Regions from separate parts of the Mus musculus genome. Here all the other regions are linked to region 1. Evidence: chromatin contacts called from public ChIA-PET and Hi-C data. All regions are on one chromosome and are shown on one strand. Each heading gives the region's core, a stretch centred on a gene start, on an enhancer-like site or on the middle of the called end of the contact. The rest is flanking DNA. Distances are from core to core; before and after follow the strand shown.

The links. A called contact is a pair of places that touch in the nucleus more often than the background predicts. ChIA-PET counts read pairs in DNA pulled down with a chosen protein or histone mark.
Region 2: a contact with region 1 is called in a Hi-C map of the HPC-7 cell line, with 3 times the contacts expected there. The contact joins two enhancer-like sites. A contact is called at or near these places in 1 of 15 datasets of contacts at CTCF or cohesin (CD8 T cells), 2 of 484 Hi-C or Micro-C datasets (the HPC-7 cell line and bone marrow-derived macrophages) and 5 of 115 datasets of contacts at active chromatin or transcription factors (CD8 T cells, the HPC-7 cell line, Th17 cells and 2 more).
Region 3: an RNA polymerase II ChIA-PET map of effector CD8 T cells shows a contact between it and region 1, with 105 read pairs. The contact joins the promoter of Rgs1 here to the enhancer-like site in region 1. A contact is called at or near these places in 1 of 39 promoter capture datasets (macrophages), 2 of 15 datasets of contacts at CTCF or cohesin (CD8 T cells and pro-B cells), 6 of 484 Hi-C or Micro-C datasets (CD4 T cells, the G1E-ER4 cell line, LSK cells and 3 more), 11 of 115 datasets of contacts at active chromatin or transcription factors (the 230-238 cell line, CD8 T cells, the HPC-7 cell line and 5 more) and 3 of 9 other capture datasets (adipose tissue, liver and macrophages).

Annotation. Positions count from the first base shown.
Region 1 is chr1:144,329,005-144,332,472 of GRCm38.p6, reverse strand. No RefSeq gene overlaps it. Among named protein-coding and RNA genes, the nearest start is that of Rgs1, 82 kb to the right of the region's middle. Within about 2 kb of position 1,927, at least 110 of the 459 cell types and tissues checked have an H3K27ac peak or open chromatin away from gene starts, as enhancers often do. A contact at or near this core is called in the 230-238 cell line, CD8 T cells, the HPC-7 cell line and 7 more, where this site is marked.
Region 2 is chr1:144,205,115-144,208,582 of GRCm38.p6, reverse strand. No RefSeq gene overlaps it. Among named protein-coding and RNA genes, the nearest start is that of Gm35415, 9.4 kb to the right of the region's middle. Within about 2 kb of position 1,747, at least 14 of the 459 cell types and tissues checked have an H3K27ac peak or open chromatin away from gene starts, as enhancers often do. A contact at or near this core is called in CD8 T cells, the HPC-7 cell line, Th17 cells and 1 more, where this site is marked.
Region 3 is chr1:144,247,177-144,250,644 of GRCm38.p6, reverse strand. It overlaps Rgs1 (regulator of G-protein signaling 1), which reads left to right and starts at 1,541. Exons shown (of 5, transcript NM_015811.2): 1 at 1,541-1,744; 2 at 2,086-2,166; 3 at 2,678-2,739. The coding sequence starts at 1,608.

The DNA of each region.
Region 1 (3,468 bases), core at 678-3,177:
AAGAAATAGAGTTGGGGGGGGGGAATCTTGATCCCTTCTTGCCAGCTGTAGTTCAAGAAGAGACAGACATCTGAACAGAGGCATAGAAGACATATAGTTTTCATGCATTAAAGAAGCTAAGCACGTGTGCTTGCAGACAGGATACTACCATGGCTGTCCCCTGAGAGGCTCTACCCAACAGCTGACTGAGACAGATGCAGATACATACAACCAAGCATTGCACGGAAGTCAAGGACCCTATGGAAGAGTTGGGGGAAGGACTGAAAGAACTGAAGGGGATGTCAAGTCCACGGGAAGACCAACAGTGTCTACTAAACAGGAGTGACAGGAAAGGGGCAGCACTTTGATGTAGATAAGTAAAACAATTAAAAAAAAAAACTAAAAGAAGCTAAACACAGGGGTTGCCATCCCACAGTCAAAACTCTGACCCATATTTGTTCCTGTCTGAAAGAACTGTGGGGATAAAAACAGATAGGAGCCTGAGGGGAAGAAAGTCTAGCGACAGGTCCAAAGTTGGATCCAGCTCAAGGGGAGGTCCCAAGACCTGACACTATTACTGAGGCTATGGAGCCTCACAAAAAGGGACCTAGCATGACCACACTCAGGAAGACCCAACAAGCAGCTGAAAGAGTCAGATGCAGATATTTGTACCCAACCAATGGACAGAAGCTGACCACTGTGGTTGAAATAGGGAAGCTGAAAAGGGGGGCGATCCTGTAGGAGGACCAGCAGTCTCAATTAACCTGGACCCCCAAGATCTCTCAAGCATTAGACCACCAACCAGGCAACATACAACAACTAATATGAGGCCCCTAACACATACACAGCAGAGGACTGCTGGGTCTGGGTTCAGTCAGAGAAGATGCACCTAACCCTCAAGAGACTGGGGGACCCAGGAAGTTTAGAGGTCTGGGTGGGTGGAAGGTGGGTAGTGGAGACATCCTCGTGGAGACAGGGGGATGAAGAGGAGATATGAAATATGGAAGAGTCAGAGGGTGGACGGGGTGAGGAGAATAAACTGTGGAGTGTAAATAAATAAATAAATAAATAAATAAATAAATAAAACGCAGTAACAGTTCGTTCTATCTATGGCAACATATACTCCATATTGTAAGAGCATCTTTGTAAGACCTGAACTCAGTAAAGAAAACAGGAATATATGAAATTCTTTTTTCTATCTTTGTCTTACTTGCTTTTATTTTCAGTTAGGCTATAAAGAAAATATAAAGGGAACTCTACCACCATGTATCCCTGCTTAGTTTCTGAAATGCAGGGCTTATATACAGTTACTTTGCAAATATTTATCAATTGATTTTTGGTTAGAGGACTGCTGTTAATTTCTCCTTCCCAGATATATTCCCTCCATTTCTTTACCCTTTTCTTTTCTTTTTTTCTTTAATTTTTACCATATTATTTTTTCTTAGATATTTTCTTTATTTACATTCAAATACTATCCCCAAAGCTCCCTATACCCTCCCCCACCCCCTGCCCTGCTCCCCTACCTACCCACTCCCGCTTCCTGGCCCTGGCGTTCCCCTGTACTGGGGCAGATAATTCTTTACCCTTTCCTTAAACACTGCCTAAGTGAACATTTCCTCAGTGCCTGCAAGCTCCCAGGCCCTGAGCTTAAGGGGATGAAGAGACTCTGCTGCGTTTGAAGAACTCAAAGTGTGCAGAAAGGCAAAGGCATATCATGAAAGAACTCTTTTTGGTGGTATGTAAACATTACATTGGAAGTGTTTACCTTTAAAGTGGCATTGGCATTTCTCCCAAACTACCACATCTCACATGGCCACAAAAGGACTCAGAAGCTTTTGAAAGAAAACAACTGTCAGTAATGATGAATGCGGAGATGGCTAGACATAGTGTATGAGAACGGATATGGGTGGTTTTGTAAGCACCATGTGGTTATGTGGGACACGCATGTTGAATACAGGCAGAGACACTTTACCTAAAACTTCCCCTTGCAACTTGCGGATGTACATGAGCCAGTGTGGAAGTCTCTGCTTCCGGAATAAGAGAGCTGACTAACCAGCAAAGCTACATGTTGCTCATTTCAGCAGTAGTTTACTTTACTTGAGGCAATATATAAAACTTTTGCAAAATTACAGCAAAGGAACTTGGGTCAACCACATTAACGAGGTCATTTCTGTAGGCTGTGTCAGGGCTTCTGTCTGTATATTTTTAAAATAAACAAATTCAAAAGATGCCAGCTTACATGGATGGAATCTCTCAGTATGTGAGATGAAAATCATTCAATTGAGAGAAAATGATTCAGCAGCTTTTGTTTAAGTGAACTCTCAAAATGATTCTCAATGGAATTATATGCCCTATACCTATTGCTTGCATGACAATGTTTTAGATATTTTGATGAAAAGATAGAGAAAATGTGCTCTTAAAACCTTAGTGAATTTTCAAGCTCTTAGCAAAGTAATCTATAGGCCTATTAAAAAAAACAAAACAAAACAAAAACAAACAAACAAACAAGCAAACAAAAAACTGGCAAGAAGGCAGTCAGTGATAGAGCCCGCAGTGACCAGGGCTGATAACCAGAGATCTCTGTATAGTTGGGTAGCAGTAACCATGAATTTGATCAATTCAGAAAGAAACTGCTTTTGATTGCCAGAGAAAGAGAGAACCAACAGATGAAGGGTGTGTAAGAAAAGACAGAGGAGGAGAGAAGCAGTGGAGAGAAAGCTTTAGGGACTTTAGGAAAGACATGAGACTCACTTCAGTGTAGAAAGGTGCCCTGGAGAGAAGAGAGAGCTTCAGGTTATAGTTCAGGTTGAATCAAAGTACAATGTGGGCACACACCTAAGGGCTCATGGCACCTTCAAAGGATCAAAGTGCCCGCTGACTAGATACCACCAGAAGCTCGAAGGATGCCAGCGTCCCAGGAACAGACCGGGAGTCAAAATCAGGACACAAAGCTTGGTAATGATGAATGAGCTCCACTAAGCTAAGATCAGCAGTTCTTCAAATACTTTTGTCAAATAGATTGCTTGATACTTATTTATTATGATTATGATGATGATGATGATGATTTGAAGACATTCTGCATAAATTTCATTTCACTTTACACTAAAACAAAGTTATTATGATCACAGACTATGTTCATTCTTTCAGAACTTTGTTTAGAGGTGAGAAATCTCCTCACTTTTCAGAATCCGTGTTTTCCTTTGTGATTTCTTGAAGCCAGATATAGACAAGGAATCCCCATAAACAATGCTGTCTCCAGTGTTGTCATTGTTTAAATATATATATGTATATATAAACAAATCATACATATATAAAACTGATTTGTTTCATATGTGTGATGCTTGCATGGACAGATCAGAGGACATGTTTCTCAGGAATCAAACTCAAATCATCTGGCTTTTCAGCAGGCACCTTAAACACTGTACCAGCTTATAGGACTTCAGTACACTCACTATTTGAGAGTGGTTCACAACTGATGGGCTGCAGAGT
Region 2 (3,468 bases), core at 498-2,997, 120 kb after region 1:
TGCTTTGGTCCTTCTTAGAAGGAGAACAAAATACTCACAGGAGCAAATATGGAGATAAAGTGTTAAGCAGAGACTGAAGGAAAGGCCACCCAGAGACTGTCCCACCTGGGAATTCATCTCATATACAGTTACCAAACCCAGACACTATTGTGGATGCCAAGAAGTGCTTACTGAAAGGAGCCTGATATGGCTGTCTCCTGAGAGGTCCTGCCAGAGCCTTATGAATACAGAGGCCAACCATTGGACTGACCACAGGGTCCCCAATAGAGGAGTTAGAAAAAGGACTGAAAGAGTTGAAGGGGTTTACAACTCCATAGGAAGAACAACAATATCCACCAACCAGACCCTCCAGAACTCTCAGGGACGAAGCCATCACAAAGGAGTACACATAGCTCCAGCTGCATATGTAGCAGAGGATGGCCTTGTCATGCATCAGTGGAAGGAGAGGTCCTTGGTCCTACGAAGGCTCAATAGATGCCCCAGTGTAGGGGAATCGAGGGTGGGGAGGTGGCAGTGGGTGCGTGGGTGGAGGAACACCCTCATAGAACGGAAATACTTTTGAAATGTAAATAAAGAAAATACCCAATTTTAAAAAACAAAGAGTGATATATTTTGGGCTGTGAGCCTAGCTTTTAATGGCTAGGACTGAAGGAACTGAAGGGGCTTGCAATCCCATAGGAAGAACAACAATACTAACCAACAAGAACCACCCAAGAGCTCCCAGAGACTAAACAACCAACCAAAGAGTATTCATGGAGTGGCCCATGGTTCCAGCCGCATATGTAGCAGAAGATGACCTTGTTAGGTATAAATGGAAGGAGAGGTCCTTGGTCCTGTGAAGGCTGGATGTTCCAGCGAAGGGGAATGCCAGGGTAGGAAGGCAGGAGTGGGTTGGTGGATGAGTGAGGGAACACCCTCATAGAAGCAGTGGGAGGGGGATGAGATGGGGGGGGGGGGGGCTTCTGTAGGAGATAATATTTGAAATGGAAAGAAAGAAAGAGAGAGAGAGAGGGAGGGAGGGAGGGAGGGAGGGAGGGAGGAAGGAAGGAAGGAAGGAAGGAAGGAAGGAAGGAAGGAAGGAAGGAAGGAAGAAAGAAAGAAAGAAAGAAAGAAAGAAAGAAAGAAAGAAAGAAAGAAAGAAAGAAAGAAAGAAAGAAAGAAAGGATATTACCCAACTGTCTCCAAAAGGCCACCACTGTCATTTATTGCTAATCAGGTATGTTAAATTAAAAAAGAAGAAGGGTAAAGGATATGAGGAGGTCATCTTTTCTCCATTAAGAGTACTCTGAAGGACCCTGCTGTGAGAGTCAAGAAGCATAAAGAATCTGAGTAGCTACCCCTTGTGAACAGACAGTGTAACTCTTATGATAATTAACAGTTTGCCACAAGGGATCATTTCAGAAATAGTTCAGAAATGGAAACTTTTAAAACTTGGTTCTAAGTCACATTAGCCATATAACTTAGGACTTGTTATAGGTTCTGGGCAAAGCAGTTTATTTAATAGGGCACAAGTGGCTTTATTTACTTATGCATACTTTTTTCTACTATTGTTAACAAATGAGAATATTTTAGACATGGATAGGAAAAAATATACAATGATATTTTTAAAATCTGTTATTTTTACTAGAAACTAGAAGTATTTGAAGGCAGACTTTTTGTGAAATGCTTGTAGGTTATTGTATGATATTGACAGCAACCACTGGAGGGCATTGTTATAACCCAAAATGAGACAAAGAGGGACATTGGGAAACTCTGTTCCTATATACAGGAAATAAAATGAAGACTTTGAGAGATGGGGATGGAGGTGGGAGCTTCTATGATTCACCCACCATATGCTAAATAAGCCAGGACTAGAATACAGATTATTTTGGGGGACAGGGGTGTCTTTACTTCTTTTAATGTTGTTTGACTTTTTCTATAGCTTAATTACTCAAAACTGTCTTTCTTTTCACATAACCTACAAGAGGTTTTTCCGTTGAATGTATTCAGTGGCCAGACAGCCTCCCGAGCCATCAGTAGATGAGAGACATGAGGTCACATGTAACTACCCCACTACCCCAAATGACCACAATCGCCATCACTCTCATCTCCACAGGATGTAACCATAGGCTGCATGACTCCTTCCCTGCCTCTGTAGTTATTCAAAAGGTAAGAAAGCGCTAGCCATTGAGAAACGTCTGGAAAGAGTAAAGGACAGGGGATGAGGCATCATTTCCCCTTGAGTTCATTATAAACCAAAGGAAGGCGATGATCTTTCAGGGGTGTTAACCACCCCTCTTTCCCTCTCAGATTCCGTTTTTACTGCCACCCACAGAATACATTTTATAAATAAGACCATTTAGTCACTGGCTAAAAGGAAGTACCTAAGGCTATTGGTTGCTTAATTATTTTGTGTGTTAAAAAGAAATTAATTGAAAGCCTTATGTAATCCCAATAGATCATAAATTGACAATAAAGAATATTAATGGCATGCATAAACTTACAAACCTGTAAGAAAACACTTTAAGAGATTCTGATTCTCTGCCTGTGAGCGTTTATAGCCACCAGAACATATATTAAAGACAAAGTATGTTTTCCTCAGACTAGGGATGAGAAAGTCCACTCAAATACACACAATAATAATGGTTGTAAATGATGTGCCCACCCCCACAACTTCTACTAGTTCTTGCTCTGTTACATGAATCCTTCCCAGAGCATATTAGCCCCCTTCTGGCATTCATTTAAATGTCACAGCCTCACCTGGTCAGGATGGGAACTGTGCTTTGTTCTCCTTCTCCCCCTTTAACCAGCACCTACAATTCTACACTGGCACTGGTTGCTAAGAACTACTTCTGTTTTTAATGCCCATTGATTCTGGTATACTCCCCCAGAATTTTGCAAAATACCTAAAATTATTCTTCCACATAATACAACAGATGTATGCGAAGGTATTTTATAGATCTGTTCTTTATTGGATTCACAACCCAAAGTCTTGTGCCCCCTCTGGTCCCAAAGCCTGGTCCTCTGGTGTCACTGTCTCTAGAAAGTGTCTCCTTTAGTCAGACCCCAGTAAGAGTGTGACAAGGATCGAGAGCAGAAGAGTCTAGCAAAATGCAATGACTTTCTCGGCACTCAGGCTCACGTCTCTCCTGACCATGTTGTTTGTGTATATTCCTTTCTCGATTAGTCACATAATTTCATCATTATATGATAAAACAACCTTATTCATTTTCATACCACTTTTTAAAGGAAGATATTTCTCCATGATCTGAACATGAATACAAGATTTTAATATATTACTGCCTGTCATTTTCAGTTTATATTCCACGTTAATAAAATCATTGCCCTTTTTTGTTTTAACTTAAAGCTTGAGCTGATGCAGAGCATAATTGTACTCATTTATGAGGTACCATGTTTTGTGTCAATCATGTACATATTTTGCCATTTAAACAGATTTGAATCAGAAGAAGTTCATCAACCTTACAGAAA
Region 3 (3,468 bases), core at 292-2,791, 81 kb after region 1:
TTGTTTGGGTCACTTTCAAAGTGGCCAGCTCATCTCACTACTTCTCTTTCTTAAATGAATCATGTTATCTGGTAAACATCAGATGATAGCAATGTATGAAATAGCCATTCGTAACCATAGTGAATGTTGTAATACTATAAATGTTTACTACAGACTTTGTGTATCATACTGATTTTTTAAAAAGGACAAAGAAAAATTAATATGCCTCTCTTTTTTTTAAGTCAAATTTACCTAATTCCACCAAAAGTTTCTATGATAAAGGCTACCCTCTATTGAGAGGCAAAATTCAATCTGCCCAAAGTAAAGTTGGCCATCCTATAAAGTGCCATAGTATGCATCTTGTATAAACTCTGTAAGATGTTATATTGCATTAATATCTCTGCTCTGATACATGATTTTTATCAATGAGTAATGATTTTTGTAATGTAATCATCTCAATTAAAGCTAGATTTTTCCTCTCTGGAGATATTTCAAAAAATTCAATTATTATATCCTAACTAGTACAAATGATTGACTTATTCAAACAAATTCTGAGTTTACTTTGAATTTTCCCTCAGATACTTTATTTTTAAAGATTGGTATCTTTATCATTATGTAAGGTCTGTATGTTAGGTACACTTTTATTCATAGGTTTTCTTTAATTTTACCATGCCATCTTAATTATTGAACACAATTACAGTGACACATCACTTATAGTCTAATTATAGAAGTAGCATTAAAAAACAGAATGCTCCTTAAGGTCATCTTATGTGTCACTGGTAGAATATTTTGTACACACCTTGGAAAATTCTAACAAGAATGTTCCTTGTGATGGAAATGATGGGCAAGATTCCAGACACCACAGTGGTGTAGACAGCCTCCCATAGGTCTCCATCTTACCAGATAGATACAGAGTAGTCAGTATAAAAAAAACATTAATCTTATACTGCTTCATATGGGTGGCAGTGGTGAAGAACTCTTAAAATATTGTGAAGAAGCCAGAAGAAACTAAAGGGGGGGGGCTGTAATCAGAGTATACTATATGACAAGGAAATCTACTTTTAATTTTTAAGAAAGGAGAAAAAACATTGTGATCAGATGATTTTATACTCCAGAACTACCCCAAGCATCAAGGTGAAGGGAGGGATAGGACTCTACTGTTGAATTTCTGCGTGATACAGAAAATATAGCAAATGTAACATTGACCAGAACATATAGTTTTCAAGGGAAAAAAAAAAGAAAGTTTTAACTCAAACTAAAGGCTGATACTTCCTTTCCTCCAGAGATGTGTATGGCCCCCTTCTATATATCTGTGTGTGTCTGTGTGTGTGTGTGTGTGTGTGTGTGTGTGTGTGTGTGTGTTTGTGCATGTGTGTGCATAATTTTGTTCCTGCCTTCCTAATCAAATGACCTGCTCTCATTCAGTTGAGTTTCAACCACAAGACATCCCTGTACACTTTTTTTTCTTCAAGATACACGTCACGACACACCAAGAAAGGAGGAACTTCCGTGCCTGTGGTAACATCACTTGATAAACAGACTCCCTGAACAGCAAGTGCCCTGTCTGCCTTACGCTATATAAAGCAGCAGTCGTAGACTAACAGACACTCACTCGTTTTGAGAAGACCATGAGAGCGGCAGCCATCTCCATGCCAAGGTTGAACAAAATGCCAGGAATGTTCTTTTCTGCTAGCCCAAAGGATTCGAAAGAACACAGCCATTCTCTTCTAGACGACAAAAAGCAGAAAAAAAGGCCAAAGACTTTGTAAGTTCCTTCAGTGTGTCTCTTTGATTATCTTTTATGGCCAAAGGAGTAGGAATAAGTGGACGTGAGTGCTGGCATTTGGTTTATGGAGAGCGGAGCAATTACCTCCTGTGACTTATAAGTGAGAGTCAGTTTTATTGGAAAATAAATCATGTTACCAGAAAGTCTGGGGAAATCTTTCTAGACGTTGTTCATAAAAATGAGTTCTATTTTAACATACTAAAATATTGTGTTAGCTAGTCTTATTATTACCTTCCTCCTCAGATATGTTTGCTTCATGTTCTTTTCATAGATAAGGGGAACTCTTGTAGAGAATTATGAATTTTTGGTGTCTTTTGTAGTGGAATGGACGTGAAAACATACCTGAGATCGATGATCCCACATCTGGAATCTGGGATGAAATCGGCCAAGTCCAAAGACATGTATGTACTGAATATATTGAAATATTCTAAGTGTCTAAGCATCCTAGAAGCTAACTGTTGTCTTCAAATGATACTGATACTTCATGTGTCTAGGCATGCCAGCTTACTCTTGTAATTCCAGTACTTGGAGGTTGAGACAGGGGGATGGGCAGGGGACTTGAGTGAAGCCTTGGACTTTAAAAAGGCATATAAAAATACTGCATGCAATGGAGTTAATTTCTTTTAGGTAACAAGCCAAACAAGATTAGCCCATATTAGAGCCAATGAACATTAATTATTAATATGTCCACATCAGTTTTCTATTTGTGTTTTTCTAATTTATCCACTTAGATTTTAACTGTCTTGACAGATTTTTTTCATAACTATGGTGATTAAAAGGAACTTTATTCATAAAAGTAATAATAGAAGTCATAACAAAAAATTTTAGTTATCAATATGTAGTAGCCATTATTAAATCAAGTGGGATTTCCAAAACTAGTTTATTAATTTAGATTATTTTTGTTAACTGTAGACTTTCTGCTGAAGAAGTAATGCAGTGGTCTCAGTCTCTGGAAAAACTCCTTGCCAACCAGAGTAAGTATTCCTATCTATCCATTGTTTTGGGGTCAGCTTGATAATTTAATAAGTTGGATGGATGATTAATGTATGTTATCAAAGGAAGAAAAGCAAGTATGCAAAAATGAAGTATTTTAGTTCTTGAATCATTCATAATTTCCTCACAATATGACTCAGTAATATAGCACTAGATTTTTATCACTGTCCTTTAGACAAATCTGCCAAAACAGTTACATGTGTTCTTGCATTCAAGAACAAAACTGAAATTAGGCTGTGTTGCTGGAGAGCTGGCTGGTTGGCTGATTGCTTGTTGCTCTTAAAGATGACTGTTTCCCTGCACTCAAGGGACTGGTCTCACAGCAATCTACCTGTAACTCCTGTGCCCTCCTCTGGCCTCTGTGGGCACCTGTCCACAGGCGCTTCTGCATGGAGAGGGGCAAGGAGAAGAAGACACACATATACACATCAAATAATAATAAGCATTCAAAAATTAAAATAAAGGTGAATAAAAGTACATTGTAGCTTCAAAGTTTTAAAAGCCAAGAAAATATCACATCATTGGAATTGCTATTTTGAAAGGTACTTAAAATGTACTTTGTACCATTCAGTGAAAAGAGTAGGATTCGTTTATTTAATTAGTCGTCTATCATCCACATACTTATTAACTCTCATTTGTCCACCCTACGTGGAAGGTATTTTAAAAACAGCAAGGATTCAAATGCAAATACACAGTCTATTACTTCGTTA